2 separate regions of the Mus musculus genome follow, and region 2 is linked to region 1. Evidence: chromatin contacts called from public Hi-C data. All regions are on one chromosome and are shown on one strand. The core of a region is the stretch at or near the end of the contact, and the rest is flanking DNA. Distances in the headings are between cores, read along the strand shown.

Region 1 (3,536 bases), core at 614-3,113:
GGAGGGATTCAATGCAAAGAGCCAGAAGCATCCATCTAAAATGCTTGGCTGATAATGAAATCCTCAAGTTTTTAAAGGAACCAAGTTACTATAAGGAAAAATATTTTATCACTTTTAATGTTTAGCATTGCCAGCGCATGGTGATTGAGAAGTGAAGACTGAATTCAGTTAGCATTTAGAAGTATTTCTAAGTTCTCTAGACAATGAGCCTCCTTTGCCCTAGGTATCCATGCTCAGTTTAGGGAATGTTTAAGCAACTATTCCTGAAAAATGCAATGCTCAGGGCTGGGTAAATGGCTCAGTCAATAAAGTGCTTACTGCACAATCATGAAGATGTGACTTTGACCCTCAGCATGAACACTGCAAAAAGTCACGAAGTGGTGGGACAGAAACGATTCAGCAGTTAGGAGCACCTACTGCTTTGGCAGACGGCCCAAGTTAGGTTCCCAGCGCCCATATCAAGTGGCTTGCAATAATCATCCCTAACCCTAGTTCCAAGGGATCTGGTGCCACCTTTTGGCCCCTGTAGATATCAGCACTCATAGGCCCATACACAGAAAGCCAGAAAGCCTGCATGTGCGCACGCACACGCGCGCACACACACACACACACACACACACACACACACACACACACTAAAAATAAAATTTAAAATACAATCTTTAAAAGCCAAGTGCAGCAGGATATGCTTGTAATTACAACAGTGGATAAGTGGAAATAGATTTTCTGGTCGGTCAATCTAACTCAGTTAGAAAGCACCAGGTTCGGGGGAGACAATGTTTCAAGTAAAAATAAAAACCTGTCTGTCTGTCTGTCTATCTGTCTGTCTTGGAAAGGACTACTAATGCTGTGATGAAACACCATGACAAAAATCAAGTCGGAGAGGGATTATACTTCCACACCACTGTTCATCATCAAAGGATGCCAAGACAGGAAAATGGGGCAGGAAGCTGGAGGCTGGAGCTGATGCAGAGGTTGTGAAGGAGTGCGGCTTACTGGCTTGCTTTCTTGTAGAATCCAGGAACACCTGGCCATGAATCACCCCACTCATAATGGGCTGCACCCTCTGCCATCAATAATTCATTAAGAAAACGCCCTACTGGCTTGCCTATAGCCTGATTTTATGGAGACATTTTCTTAATTGAGGTTGCCTCCTCTCAGATGACGTTAGCTTGTGTCAAATTGACATAAAACTACTCATCATATATATCTCTATCTGTCTGTCTGCCTGCCTGTCCCTGAACTGCTTGTTTCCTAGGCATAGACTAAGCATATCACAGACATTTTCTCCCATAATCCCAAAACACTCCTGTAATTATGGTCATCCTCATTGTGTAGATGAGGAAATGAGGCTTAAAGAAATTAATCGGCTTGCCCAAGTTCATGCCGCCAGTGAGGATGGAAACAAGGCCAAAAGCAGGTATTTCTGGAACTAAACTGCATGTTCTTAACCGGTTTTCCTGATGGTGTTCTCATCACTAATTAGTAGTTTCATGTTTGGAAGCTGCCGTTGGTCCTGGCCTTCCTTGTGCATTCTATGCTGCCACCATCTGGTTTCTTTTGAGAAGTTCAGGCTTTTCCTCTGCAGTTATTCTCAGACTCATTGGAATCCTGCATTCCCTTGAAGAGAGGGCTGCAATGTGTGTGGATTCGGTGTACGTGACTTAAAAATCTCCAGCCTTGTCAGTATATTCCCTATTACACCAGTGTGATGTGTTAGGGCCACTGAGATTTGAATAAAAATTAACTCAGTGACCAAATTGTGCTAACAAAAGACAAATTCAAAGCCAGACAGCCATGGTGTGGAAAGGCTGCTGGAGGCAGGGCAACCCTGAATGCAGGGAGTAGAGGGAGCGTCATGCACATTCTCTGCTGTTGATGAGGAGATGCTGGACTTAGTCAGGACAGAAGAGCTGAGAAGGAGACGCAGGCTCCAAGGCAGCGGATTTTCAACCTTCCTAATGCTAGCAAGCAGGATATCTGATATGCAACCCCCCCCCAGGGGGTGATGACCTCCAAGTTCACGACCGCTGTCTGAGGTCACAGGGAAGACATTCAGAAGAGTCAGGAAGGAGCCAGTAGAGATTCGTTCCTTAGTCATTTGCTTGCGAAGGCTTACAACCACAACCTTATGAAAAATGAAACACCTTCGCATGTGTAACAATGATAATAGATCCTTTGCCAATGCCTTGCTGACATCCGGTTTCTTCTGCTAGTCTTCATGCCCCAGGGTGTATGAAGCCTGGTTTTCCCTGTATGGGAGGTAAGAGCAAGACAGAAGCGTGTTTCATCTCTATGGCAAAGTGAGGCAACATCTGATGTAGAATGGGCAAAGGTCGGCAGTTGGAAGCTCTACATTGTACTCTGACCTCTCTGCCCTCTGAGGGTTTGGGAGCCTTGAAGCTGGCCGACCTGCCAGAGCTATACAGTTCATGCACCTTGAATCTCTTGTTTGAGAGCATAGCCATAACACTTATCGAGATTCTTAGAACAACAAGACATGTGTTTAATGCCTGCTCAACTTCCCAGCACTACATTTATTACTTCAATCAGGATGACTGCCTTTTCAAGACCAACCCTGGGCTGCAGAGTGAGACCGTATTTCCAAAACAAGCAACTCCAAAACCACCAAATCTGTTGTGTTGTTTCACTAACTTGCACAAGGATGCTATAAAGTGTAGATTCAGCCCTCCCCCTAGTACTACATAACCGACAAATGATCTAACTCATCAGTCCTTGTGAACATGCTAAGAAGGTAGAGTCTGTCACTAGGCCTGAGAAGCTGAACAGCATTCAAGGTCAAACAGAACTGTGAAGCTGTCAGGTTTCATCTAGTCCCAAAAGCTATTAACCACACTGCACTCTGACACTTGTTCAATACCTGGGTGCCTCCCACACCTTATACATGCAGGTGCACATGTGTGACTGCCCTGGGTGCCTCCCACACCTTATACATGCAGGTGCACATGTGTGACTGCCCTGGGTGCCTCCCACACCTTATACATGCAGGTGCACATGTGTGACTGCCCTGGGTGCCTCCCACACCTTATACATGCAGGTGCACATGTGTGACTGCCCTGGGTGCCTCCCACACCTTATACATGCAGGTGCACATGTGTGACTGCCCTGGGTGCCTCCCACACCTTATACATGCAGGTGCACATGTGTGACTGCCCTGGGTGCCTCCCACACCTTATACATGCAGGTGCACATGTGTGACTGCCTTGGGTACCTCCCACACCTTATACATGCAGGTGCACATGTGTGACTGCCCTGGGTGCCTCCCACACCTTATCCACGCAGGTGCACATGTGTGACTGCACAGTCCTGTGTCTGCCCCTTACTCGGCAGTGGTCTGGCAGGAGGAAGAGATTCAGAGTTCATATGATCAGAAGCCCATCATTCAGTGCCCACTCTAACACCCCCTCCCCCTTCTGTCTACCTGACGAGGAGGAAAGTTTAACACAAGATGACAACGAAACTGACGAGCGGGAAGTTTCAATTACCAGCGTCTGGGATGCGTAGAGTCTCTCGGA
Region 2 (3,536 bases), core at 501-3,000, 240 kb before region 1:
AGCAGGAAGTGATGGGAGGAGATTGGCTCTCCATGAATAGTGGGAAAGGACACTTTAACTCAACTCATCAATTCAGTTTCCTTATCTGAAAATAAAAACTTCAGATGGGTGAAATATTTGGTAAACTATTAAAATAATGATGCATTCTAAAAATGAAATAACATACTGTAAAAGAAAAAAGAAGAGGCTGGAGAGATGGCTAAGCAGTTCAAAGCATTGCCTGCTCTGCTCTTCTAGAGAGCCTAAGTTCAGTTTCTCAGCAATCACATGGTAGCTTACAACTATCTATATAGGGTCCAATAACATTGTGTGGTATGTAGCATATATACAGACAAAGCACTCATATAAGTAAAAGGATAAACCTTTAAAATGGGAGGAGGAGGAAGAGGAGAGAGGGAGAAGAGGAGGAAGGGAGGAGGGGGAAAGGAAGTGGGGAAGAGGGAGAGGAGGAGAAGGAGAAGTAGGGGGATAAGGAAGGAGAAAGGGGAGGGGGAGGAAAGAGGAAGAAGAAAAGAAGAAGGAGGCAGAGGAGGTAGAGGAGGGAACTGAAGATTTGATTTGTGACCATTACTTAGTATGTCAAGAAAAATTTGACAGAGTTTCTAAATTTTGAGCAGAGTCATGAAGTATGTTAGTGATTAACTGTGCAATGTTGATAGAACTGCGTTCATCAACAGAGAGACATAGTAAGTACAAAGGTTTTGGGTCCCCTCACCATCAGAATCAGAAAAACTAGTGCAGTTCATCAGGTAGAATGTCCATCAGGATTCCAGGTAAAATAAAGAGGTGGGGGTGGGGGTGAGGGTTACACATAGTGGGAAGCTTCTAGAAGGGTTAACCAGAGAAATGAAATCAGTAATTGCTTTTCAGAAGTACCTTTGGGCTACTGTGTGAGGGGTAAGGCATGGCTTAAAATTTGTAAGGACTCTTTTTTTTTTCCTGCCAATCAAAACAAGACATGGTAGTGACCCGCGGTGGGGGGGGGGGGGGAGGGAGGGTGAGTACTCTGTTTTGAATAATAATATGGGATAATATAGTCTTTTTCTATAGCTTCTATTCTCTGAGTAAGATAAAGCTAGATGGTTGTGTGGCTTTTGAGAAGTTAGGAGAAGATATGTATGGAACCAAGACCAGCTAAGAAGGACACACTAGGTTTGGAAGGTGGGGGGACTTAAGCCATGGTCCCAAGGTCACGTGTTGTGGTTTTATTCTACTGTATTTAGCTGTTCAGATAAACATCTTATTTACCTGGGGTAGAGTTTCACTGAATAGTATGGTACATGAGCAATTGCACTGCAGGACTCTGAAACCTAATCTTGGCAGAAGGAGTAGAGGCAAGATGCCGCATGGGTAGTAAAATGTGAATGTTATGAATATGGCATCTAGCTTGCCAAAACCCCACTGGAGCAGCAATGGAAAAAGCCAGCTGAAAAGTAGGCTGGGGATTCAAAGTCGTGTGATTGACAGGGAAACTTTGGAAGAGCAAGAAATGACCTAGAACAGATAGGGACAGAAGTGGGTGATATCCCCATGTGTTGCTTTGTGTCCCTTGAGTGCTTCTGCTGTAGCACTTGACACTGATGGTTTGCGAAAAGAATCATAAATGTGAGAGCAACCACGGACCCTGACAACCAGGGCTTGGGCTTAGACTCCAGTGTTTGGAGTCATGCTTCCATAGTTACGGCTGTGATTCCCACAGTGCACTAGGGAATAAGAATGTGGTTAGAATATTTCCTGAGCTTTGGGGCCAGCGATGATGCCCCATTTACCCTTTCTCTTCAGATGCAGGAAATTTTCACTCTGTTCCCCAGCTGATTGGAGCTTTTTCTAGGTGCTTCCCTGGGAGTTACCTCCCTAGAGATCAGCAGGCAGGGCTGTCACGCTTGGGTAGCAGCCAGCTCCCAGTGAATTCCTTCTGTGGCCTACTTGTCCTTATGAAGTCCGAGTTTTAATTTTGCACAGGTAGGAGGTCTCTTTTGCTATGGATAGGGCGGATAACGGTGCTACCATTAGAAAACAGGCTTCTGTTTTCTAGGAAGGCAAGAGGAACCCCAGGTAGGGGACCTTGTGAGACCAGGTGACTTGGCTCCTCAGCCTTGCTTCTACAGAAACCAGGAGTGCTTCCCCCCACTCTTCCCTATTTTTGACGTCAAGCTCAACCAGCCAGCAGAGGAGCCTCACGGCTTGGGCGGTGGAGAGAGAGCCCAGGGAGAGTGGCAGGGAGGGGAAGCCATCTCAGCAACAGCTTGGAGAGGGAGCTGCTATCCCTTGCCCGCAAAACACGGACTAAAGCCAGGCTGAAGAAGACCTGCGGGCTCGGGCTCGGGGATCCGCGGGGTTACTGCAAAGAGGGGCGGGGAAAAGGCGGGGGCGCTGCATGCAGCGCGCTGGTTCCAGCGGTGCCCGCGGGGAATGTGACATCAGCGGCGCCGGGCGCTTGCGGCTGGAGCAGGCAGCTCGCCTCGGTGGCCGCACGGTGCACACCTCGCCCGGGGGAGGACTTGGAGCCCGGCAGGCGGCCGGGATGTCGGCGAAGGAGAGGCCAAAGGGCAAAGTGATCAAGGACAGCGTCACCCTCCTGCCCTGTTTTTATTTCGTTGAGGTGAGTTGGCCCAGCGCCCTGGCATAATGCAGATCTTTCCGGACAGCTCCGGAGCTAATTCGGGTCCTGGGCGGGATTGGTGACCACACCGGAGCACCAAGGGCTTGAGCCACTGCCTTTCCTAAATGCTCGACCCTTTCCCTTTCCTCCCACAGGTTTTTCTCCAGAGCTCCCCTGAGTCTGCCTGTGGACACCTGCCAGCACCGCCTGGTTATCACTAGGGGCGGCTTGCTGGGTGGCCTTCCAGGAAGGGATACCTGTGAGAGTACTGGTCTAGTTTTTGGCCCTGTAGCGCCAGTTGTGCACAGCATATATCAGTGCCCCAGAGGGGCCATGATGCCTGTATTTTGAAATTTGTGTTTTTCAATTTGCTGACTATTTCTAGAACTCTGTGAGCTTTTGGTGGGAATTCAAAAGCATACAGTTTTGCCTAGACTGTAGGACCAGAAATGTTTATGTGGTATTAGGATTATCGGTGGCTTCTATTAACCCCCCTAAACCCGTCTCCTACTACAGTTGCTATGGTACTTCATCTGCTTCTAAAATTGGGTCATTTCTAGATGTCAGTCAACAATCGACTGGCCTTTAGCCATGGTGTGTGTGGGTGTGTGCACAGACACATACATATATCCATGTACATATATATATAGCTCAGTGTAGATATATGCATAAACGAGTGAATATATATTTCAAATGTATGACATCATCTGAGTTCACTTTGTGTGTGTGTGTGTGTGTGTGTGTGTGTGTGTGTGTGTGTGTGTATCTGTGCTTTTATTCTGACCTGAGCAATATTTCGGTTAAGCAATTAATATGGAGTTGCACTCATAATGAACCTCTGGCTTACCTAATGCAGCATTTGAGGGAGGAACAGTTTATGGGAGGGGTGTAAAGATTGACAGGTACAGGATTCCATGTACTGTGATTCATTGCA

Evidence for each region. Hi-C and Micro-C count contacts between places; a contact is called where the count stands out from the background.
Region 2: a Hi-C map of cortical neurons shows a contact between it and region 1, with 2.9 times the contacts expected there. The contact joins the promoter of Plppr4 here to the enhancer-like site in region 1. A contact is called at or near these places in 7 of 39 promoter capture datasets (cranial neural crest, embryonic stem cells, liver and 2 more), 5 of 484 Hi-C or Micro-C datasets (bone marrow-derived dendritic cells, cerebral cortex, cortical neurons and 2 more), 3 of 115 datasets of contacts at active chromatin or transcription factors (bone marrow-derived dendritic cells, bone marrow-derived macrophages and forebrain) and 4 of 9 other capture datasets (embryonic stem cells, liver, macrophages and 1 more).

The regions. Positions count from the first base shown.
Region 1 is chr3:117,118,593-117,122,128 of GRCm38.p6, reverse strand. No RefSeq gene overlaps it. Among named protein-coding and RNA genes, the nearest start is that of 1700061I17Rik, 43 kb to the right of the region's middle. Within about 2 kb of position 1,863, at least 14 of the 459 cell types and tissues checked have an H3K27ac peak or open chromatin away from gene starts, as enhancers often do. A contact at or near this core is called in cortical neurons, where this site is marked.
Region 2 is chr3:117,359,090-117,362,625 of GRCm38.p6, reverse strand. Plppr4 (phospholipid phosphatase related 4) reads left to right here and starts at 1,750. Exons shown (of 7, transcript NM_177664.5): 1 at 1,750-2,602. The coding sequence starts at 2,378.